Linked DNA regions of Mus musculus: all the other regions are linked to region 3. A link is a contact called in public HiCAR-type data. All regions are on one chromosome and are shown on one strand. Each heading gives the region's core, a stretch centred on a gene start, on an enhancer-like site or on the middle of the called end of the contact. The rest is flanking DNA. Distances are from core to core; before and after follow the strand shown.

What was found. HiCAR-type assays count read pairs that join an accessible place to other places.
Region 1: a contact with region 3 is called in a HiCAR-type map of astrocytes, with 2.3 times the contacts expected there. The contact joins the promoter of Adam22 here to the promoter of Grm3 in region 3. A contact is called at or near these places in 1 of 39 promoter capture datasets (liver) and 1 of 115 datasets of contacts at active chromatin or transcription factors (astrocytes).
Region 2: a HiCAR-type map of astrocytes shows a contact between it and region 3, with 4 times the contacts expected there. The contact joins the promoter of Rundc3b here to the promoter of Grm3 in region 3. A contact is called at or near these places in 1 of 39 promoter capture datasets (cranial neural crest) and 1 of 115 datasets of contacts at active chromatin or transcription factors (astrocytes).

The regions. Positions count from the first base shown.
Region 1 is chr5:8,366,901-8,369,600 of GRCm38.p6, reverse strand. Adam22 (a disintegrin and metallopeptidase domain 22) reads left to right here and starts at 1,441. Exons shown (of 31, transcript NM_001310440.1): 1 at 1,441-1,725; 2 at 2,240-2,400. The coding sequence starts at 1,647.
Region 2 is chr5:8,621,639-8,624,338 of GRCm38.p6, reverse strand. It overlaps Rundc3b (RUN domain containing 3B), which reads left to right and starts at 1,387. Exons shown (of 11, transcript NM_001347311.1): 1 at 1,387-1,851. The coding sequence starts at 1,727. The region is part of intron 2 of Abcb1a (ATP-binding cassette, sub-family B (MDR/TAP), member 1A); the gene reads right to left.
Region 3 is chr5:9,724,084-9,726,853 of GRCm38.p6, reverse strand. It overlaps Grm3 (glutamate receptor, metabotropic 3), which reads left to right and starts at 1,502. Exons shown (of 6, transcript NM_181850.2): 1 at 1,502-1,724.

The DNA of each region.
Region 1 (2,700 bases), core at 192-2,691, 1.4 Mb after region 3:
ATTTATTGATTTACATATGTTGAGTCATTTCTGCATCTTTGTGATAAAGCCTACTTGATCTAATTCTTAATTCTCTCTCTCTCTCTCTCTCTTTCTCTCTCTCTCTTTTATTCTGGGGATCAAATGCCAATATATAGATTTCAAAATCTATAAAGCTCAAGTTCTAATTATGTTAATATGTGTGTTATTATTATTTCATCCTGGTGAGCCTCTAACATTTGAGAGGGGCAGTGTCTTATTTAGGGCTTTATTGCTGTGAACAGACACCATGACCAAGGCAACTCTTATAAGGACAATATTTGCTTGGAGTTGGCTTACAGGTTCAGAGGTTCAGTCCATTATCAAGATGGGAGCATGGCAGTGTGGAGGCAGGCATATGGCAGGAGGAGCTGAAGGAGCTGAGAGTTCTATGACTTCATCTGAAGGCTACTAGGAGAAGACTGGCTTCCAGGCAGCTAGGAGGAGGGGGTTAAAGCCTACACCCACAGCGGTACACCTATTCCAACAAGGCTACACTTTTGAATAGTGCCACTCCCTAGGTAGGGAAAGCGGCCTGACAAAGTCGTTTTCCTTATCTATTACTGGTGCAGGTTTGAAGCTGACAGATATAGGAGGAAGCAAACATATCACAGAGTATCCGGCTGACTCACTCTTCACAAGTCTTCCTAGACCTCTGGGAGACATCTGATTCTCCTGGAGTTGGGTTAACCACTCTCCCTTAGGTATCAAAATTAAAATGAAATCAAATGTCAATTCAAAAAAAGGCGTGGAGAATGGACAGAGATGTCTCAGAGGTTTAAAACACTAAGTGTTCCTCCAGAGAAAATGAGTTGGATTCCCAGAACCCACAAAACCTTCTGTAACCCCAGTCCTAGGGACCCAACATTCTCTTTGGGCCTCCAACCATAGACACTGCATACACATGGCAGGTGCACAGACACACCTGTCAGCAAAATACTTCATAGGAATAAAAGCATTGAAAACCGCCTTGGGAAAATTCTTACCAAAAAGGCTTTTCTTAATTGCACCTCACAATGTGTGACTCACGCCCAGCACACAGTAGGCCCTCAGTCCAGATCTGTGGCAAAATTGACTTGTCCTGCACTCAAGGCATGGTCTCTTGGAAACACAAGAAATAGTAGTAGCTCGTGAGCAACCCTGTGGCTCTTCGCAGAACTTGGGGGCGAATTCGGGGTGCGGCCACTGTGCAGGTGACCTCCATCACCTCTCCTCCTTTGGTGTGCAGTCTACTTCTTGGGTTTTGGGTGGCTATGGTAGCGTCGCCTTAGAGACCAGCTAGCTGTGCGGGGAGGGAACTACATTTCCCAGCTACTCTGGTGCGCGCGGCCGGGTGCGGCGCGTGGGGCAAGTGCACCACCAGGGCCCTGCGCACCCGGCTCTTTCCCCCCGCTGTGCTGGCCACCAGCCCGGGCCTCCGCCTGGGGATGAGGTGGGAGGCGCTAGAAGCCACTTAGCTACAGGCTGGCGCCCGAAGCGGCGCTCGCTCGCTGCCCCCGCCACCGAAGCGCTCGCCAGGCACAATGCAGCACTGAGGCCACGGAGGCTGCGGTAGCGGCTCGAGCTGGGAAGGGGCGGTTGGGAGGCCGAGCCCCAGGCCCGGGCAAGAGCAGCTGAGCGCCGCCACCATGCAGGCAGCGGCGGCCGCGTCCTTCTGGCTGCTCTGCGTCTTGGGGACCTGCCCCCTGGCGCGCTGCGGTCGGGCAGGTAAGTTCGCATTTGCCGGGGTTTCCAGGACTCTTTGGAGCCTGGAGGACCCTCTAAAAGCCGCACCCGCATTTCCACAGTGCGCCGTCGTTTATTTTTTATTTTTATTTTTTGAAGGTCGGCGAGGAAGGGGTGTAAGCACACATGTGTGGGGGACCCGAGGATGCATCAGCAATCTGGGGTCAAATGCTTTTTTTTTTTTTTTTTTTCTCTTTCCTCCTGCAAAAGAAGAGTCTCCTTCAGGAAAACGGGAAAGGGGTGCCCTGTTTCTGGGCCCAGAGATGCTCTCGAAAGAGCTGGTTCCAGGGCTTTCCAGCTGGTGTCTCTGCGTCCTTCCCAGTTAGGTCCAGGAGGGAGGAGGCGGGGAATAAGGTGATGAGGAGTGCAGGATGGAGGACTGTGGGTCAGGGTCATTATTTTTTGCTGTTTCTCTCTACTCCCTCCTTCCCTCCTTCCCTCCTTCCCTCCTTCCCTCCTTCCCTCCTTCCTGCCTGCCTGCCTGCCTGCCTGCAAGGAGTCGCCTCACTGAAAGGACTGGAGAGGGGGAAAGAAAACCGCTTCCTGGAGCGCCAGAGCATCATACCACTGCGCCTCATCTATCGCTTGGGCGGCGAGGATGAAACTCAGCACAACCAGCTCGACACGCGGGTGCGGGGCGACCCTGGCGGACCGCAGGTGAGTGGCGGGGTTCGGGAGATGGTCCTCCACACTGCCCAGGGACCCCGCGTTTGCTTAGGGTTGCCCTGGAAATGCGGTGTACCGGGTGAAAAGAGCACAGTCCTAATTTGATTCCTGCATGATACTCTTGGTGTAAGTGCAAAAAGGAGGAAAAAAGGAACCAAAAGAAGGGTAGGCCAATGTTTTGCAGACGTGCTAGGGGGTAGGGGTGGCATTGGATGCTCCTAGTAGCCCTGTAACCTGAGCTAGGGACAAGAGGCACAGACCCTATCTCCTTAGTCAAGTGAAAACTGCACG
Region 2 (2,700 bases), core at 138-2,637, 1.1 Mb after region 3:
TCCTTTCCCAATCTTTTGGTGGCCTTTTTGTCTTATTGGCAGTGTCTTTTGCCTTACAGAAGCTTTGCAATTTTATGAGGTCCCATTTGTCAATTCTTGATCTTACAGCACAAGCCATTGCTCTTCTATTCAGGAATTTTCCCCCTGTGCATATCTTTGAGGCTTTCCCTCACTTTCTCCTCTATAAGTTTCAGTGTCTCTGGTTTTATGTGGAGTTCCTTGATCCACTTAGACTTGACCTTAGTACAAGGAGATAGGAATGGATCAATTTGCATTCTTCTACATGATAACCTCCAGTTGTGCCAGCACCATTTGTTGAAAATGCTGTCTTTTTTTCCACTGGATGGTTTTAGCTCCCTTGTAGAAATTTTCTTAATAATTAATTTTTATTTTAACATAATTATATTTAAGAGGTAGAGGTGAGACTTTGTCCTGATTTTAGATTTTCAAAATTTAAAAACAAACAAACAAACAAACAAAACCTGAAGTCTGGACATACTTACAGGCAGTCTGAGGTGAATGTCAGAGGTCAGGGTCTCAAGCCCGTAGCCTCCCATAGGTAAAGCCAGAGGTAAAGCCAGAGAAGTAGAGACTACAAAGTGGTCCTCCCAAGGGGCTTATTGGGACTCCAAGGCAGGATTTCCCTCTGCCCTTGACAAACCTCCTCCATGGCTCACGAGCTGCAATTCAGTTCAGATCTCACTGCACAGAACCCAAGACTGGACATCCCCACTACACTCGTTTTTCTATGGTCAATGTGGTTTCAAGGCTGTGCTGGACACTGAGTAAGATGAGGTGAATTCTGACCAGATTCACGGGAAGAGAAATGCCATGGGCGCACTCCCTGATGCCACTGTGTCGTTGTTTGTCAGGTTCAAAGGGGGCGTTTGGGACAAATGGAACTCTTCTTCTATTCTAGGTAACCCCCACTTCCCACCCCACCCAACTATGGCATTCTCCTGCTGAGGCTACTGAAGCCTCAGGACCAGGAATCTGCCATGAACTTAGCCTTGTCAGGGTGACTATGGACCACAGTCACCGTGGAGTAGGCACAGCAAAGCCGGCTTTCCAAGCCAAGGCTGCCTCGCCGGGCTCACCAAGGTGCTGCACGAGCCGACCCGCGTTCTGACAGAGGCCCACGCGCCAGGGCGGGGCTTAAGCGAGCCTCTTTAAAAGCTCCTGGGGCGGGTCCCGCCCCCACCTCTCGTCATTGGCTCTCTCCGTAGCGGCCTTGTTCCCATAGGTGCAGGGGGCGGGGGCTGAGTGAGACAGGCGTGGGGAGGGGGGCTTCACCTCAGCGGCTCCGCCCTGCTGGAAGAATGACGTGCGGTTAGGCCTGCGGGGTGACAGGCTCGCCCGGGCGCTGGTGCGGCGTCCCTGGAGACTCGGAGCCCGCCCTCCCGCCCGCCCGCCCGCGCGCGCTTCTCTCGTGGACGGCGGCGGCGGCGCGCGCGCGCGCGAGCGAGGGTGGAGGTGGCTCGTGCGTGCGTGTGAGTGAGCGCGTGTGTATGTGTGAGAGAGCGTGTGTGAGTGTGTGTGCACGCGCGCGTGGAGCCTGGGTACCGGTGCCCGACTGACTGCCTTCCACACCCTGCCTACTCCGCGCCTCCTTCCTCGCCTCTCTCCCGCCCGGCGGGCTGCCATCGTTGAGAGAAGGCCGGGGGACACAGGTGTGCGAGGCTTGCGGGACCGCTGGAGACAAAGGGGGCGCGGAGGTGAGCCCGCCATGGCCTCCCGGAGCCTGGGGGGCCTGAGCGGGAGCCGCGGCGGCGGCGGCGGCGGCGGCGGCAAGAAGAGCCTGAGCGCCCGCAACGCTGCGGTGGAGAGGAGGAACCTGATCACCGTGTGCAGGTGCGGGGCTGCGGGCGCCGGGCTGAGGGAGGTGCTGGGGCTCGGCGCTGCGGCCCGTGCCGCGCGTGTCCGCGGGCCAGCGGGGCCCTGCAGAGGGGCGGGAGCCTCTCCCCGCGAGGCCGTGGGCTAGCCCTCGCGTCTCAGGGTCCTCGCTTGGAGGCTGCCCGGGGAGGGCCGGGGCGGAGCCGGGGAGGAACCGTTTGGAACCGGCCAGCTTGCGTCTGAGGAGAAGAGGGCGGAGGAAGAGCAGCATCCAGCTGCTGTAGTAGTTACTGAGATGTCCCCAAATCCCTGTGCGTTCTCTTGCTGTCGCTTGTTGGCGTACGCATTTTCACTCCTCTCCCTCGGCCCTTATCTGTATTGGGTATCTAAGTCTTGTCAACTACAGTGCTTGTGCAATTGTGGAAGACTCCTGGTCAGTCCTTTTGGGCATTTATTTAAGTGCTTCCTGGTTGTAAATGTAGCCCTTCCTCCAGGAATTATAGAAATAGATCATCACTATCTATAAATCAAGAATTCAGAAAAAAACTGATTTTGAACAAGCTGATAAATTTTCTTTAAGTCTTATAATATTCTAGGCATCCATCTCTTAGTAACTACTCAGAGCCAATACGCTCTGTTAAAAATGATTTTGTTCCATCATACTGGTTAATCATCAACTACTGATAATTCTCTTGTTATCAGGTAAATGATGAAACCTTTCCTGCCTCTCTGGCTTATGTCTATTTTTTTTTTTCCTTATGTAAAATCGTGGCTAGCATCTTAAGCAGATTGCAGATATCTGTAGTAGGAATGACATTCAGTATTTAAGCAACTTTTAAAAAGTTGGATTCTAATGAATGCTCATCT
Region 3 (2,770 bases), core at 253-2,752:
TTCTTCTAAAAGCACCAGCGGTAAAGCATTTCTGTAGTTTACGTGTTCTGGCTGAGCTATGAGAGAAAATAGTTGCTAAACAACTTAGCATGAAATATTAAAGGATTTAGCATTTAAAGCCTTCTGTTTCATTGAGTCTAGCTTCGTATAACTCAGTCCTGGGTTAATATAAAGTTACTACACCAGGATGGAAAAATTAATGAAATTTCAGTTTTGAAACTGAGCACAACGCATTTCTAGTCACAGAATGATAAGCTGGGGTTTTTCCTTTAGGAAGCTATCTCTAGCTCCCGGTCTATTGAAGCTATTTCCGTGTGCTGTTTTTCTTTTTTTTTCTTTTTTTTTTTTCTTTGTGCCTACGTCACCGATTTGAGGCATTTATTTATTTAATTTTAAAAAGAAAGAAAAGGTTCTGTGAAGACCCTCTTAACAAAAAAGTAGGACTAGAGAAAGATTAATGTGAAACTGGAAAAGGTTAGCTCCAAGGGGTCAGTGTGGTTGCACCGGAGGATAAGAAAGAAGAGACTATCTAAGCACTTCCCTAGAATCTTTTTCCACCTAAGAAATTTGGGAGAATGCGAAAAAGCAGCAGCCCAGCATTCTTGAAGGGGCGTGGCTTCTCTCAAGGGGCTATCCAATCGAATTCCTTCAGAGGGAGCTATCCCGAGAAGATTGATGAGCGTTGCTAGGAAACAGGAGCGTCTCCCTCCCTGCTGACCCAGAGATTGTGCTGCACAAGCCTCCCCAGGGGTTCGCAATGTGCAGTTGAACCGCGTGTGGGGCAAAGCTGCGTATCGGCCTCCTGGGTTCACTCGCTCACACTGCTCCCTCTTTCGCCGTCTCCTCCAAGAGTAGTCAGCCTTTTACATAGGGACCACAGGAGAGTTCTTACTAGGAATGACTGTAGGTCCCTGCCCACCCGCGTGCCGTGAGCCTTAGCAGAGCTTCAAAGTTGGAGCCACCTCCCACTCTACCTCCCCACGCCCCTTCACGCCACTGCTCCGAAATTCACCAACCTTTGTATGCATTGCCTAAGGACTGCAAACCTTGGGGCAGAGAAGCTCTCAACCCCGCCAGGCTTTCTGTATTGTAACCTTTGGGTCTAGGTACAGTAGCTCACTGAAGACTCTGCAGCTACACCCCTATAAACGGAGGGAAGAAGGGGGAAGGGAAAGGAGGAGAAAGGAAAGGAGAAGAATGAGGAGGAGAGGATGTCAGAAGGTCCGTGCCTCTCTGCCTGAGTCCCAGTTAGATGCGACTGTTTCTGCCTGGCCAAGGTGAAGGAAAGTTGCTTGTGAGCCCAGGAAGTGGGTTTGGCTGCAAAGAGGAGGAGGGCGCCTGGGCTCTAAAGCTCCCCTCCCTTCTGCTGAAGACCACTGGGTCCCCTTCTTCCCAACCTCCTCCTGCTCTTCTCCTCTAGCCCTCCCTTTTCCCACTCCTCCTTGACTCGGAGGCCTGGATGCTGGGCCACCGGGCAGTGGTCCAGCGCGCAGCCGGGCGGGGGCGGGGGCAGGGGGCACTGTGACAGGAAGCTTCGCGCACAAGTTGGCCATTTCAGGGGCAAAATAAGTTCTCCCTTGGATTTAGAAAGGACAAAGGCAGCAAGCTCCCTCTTTTGTGTCGGATGAAGAGGACCAACCATGAGCCAGAGCTTGGGTGCAGGCTCACCGCTGCCGCTACCACCGCGGTCAGCTTCAGTTCCTGCCAGGAGTTGACCGTGCGAGGTAAGCAGCCCAGAAGGGGACCTGCCCCTCTGGAGGGTGCCCAGCCAGGGCGCAGGAGCTCGGGTGCCGCGTGGGGCAGGCAAAGCGAGGAAAGTTGAGGCAGAGCACGGACCAGTCCCTACATATCTATCTGCCAGGGGGTGGAAAACGTGGGTCATAGGAGCAATGTGGGTGTGAGTGAGAGAGTGAGTTTGTGTGTGCGCGCGCTACTGTCCCTTCAAGAAGGGGCCAATTTCAGAGCATAGATCTGCAGCCAGAGAAGGAGAGGTAGAGGGACTAATTAGAGAGACAGGTCTCATTCTCCAACCGCCTCCATCCAGCTTTGCGCTTGGGGGTTTTATAAGGCTTTGTGCACAGGAACCCTGTGATGTGTGGCTCACACACTGGTAGCTGCATGTGGGTGTGGAGGTTGTCAGGCAGGAGGATAGCGGTCAGCAGGACCCCCTGGTGCTGCCAGGATAAGCTCCGCAGCCAGGGGCAGACAGAGGTTCACCCACCAGCAAACGTGCTTGGAAATTAGCCCTAACTCGCTGCCCTTTGCTCTTTTTGACTTGAGCCAAAAAAGAAATTCAAGAACCAGACTCAAAGCATATCTACCCATTGATCCTGTTCCATTTTCTTATCTGGCAGTGAGATAACTCGGAGAGGGCGGGAGATCCGTGGTCCAAAAATAGACTAGGTTATATAGCCAATAAGCTGATTCTTTCGGAATTTCACTTGGATTTCCTTCTAGTTCCTCTATGAGGTAAGAAACATTTAAGGGTCTCTTAAAGGTATAATACATTCAGAGAGCTGGTTTAAGGGAGTGAACAGATGCTTTCAAAATATCTTAGAGTGCTGCAAATTCTGAAGACAAAACTCCACCTCTCTCAAAATGTATGGTCACCAATTCAACTAATTTACTTATAAAATAGTTCTACTCCTGTTTGAACAGTAATAGGTATGTTATAGATACATTGAATATATACATGCCCAATGTAATCACACAGTAGTACAAAGCAAGTTATGATTTTTATGAGTTTTAGTGTTAAGCACCTCAGCAGTTG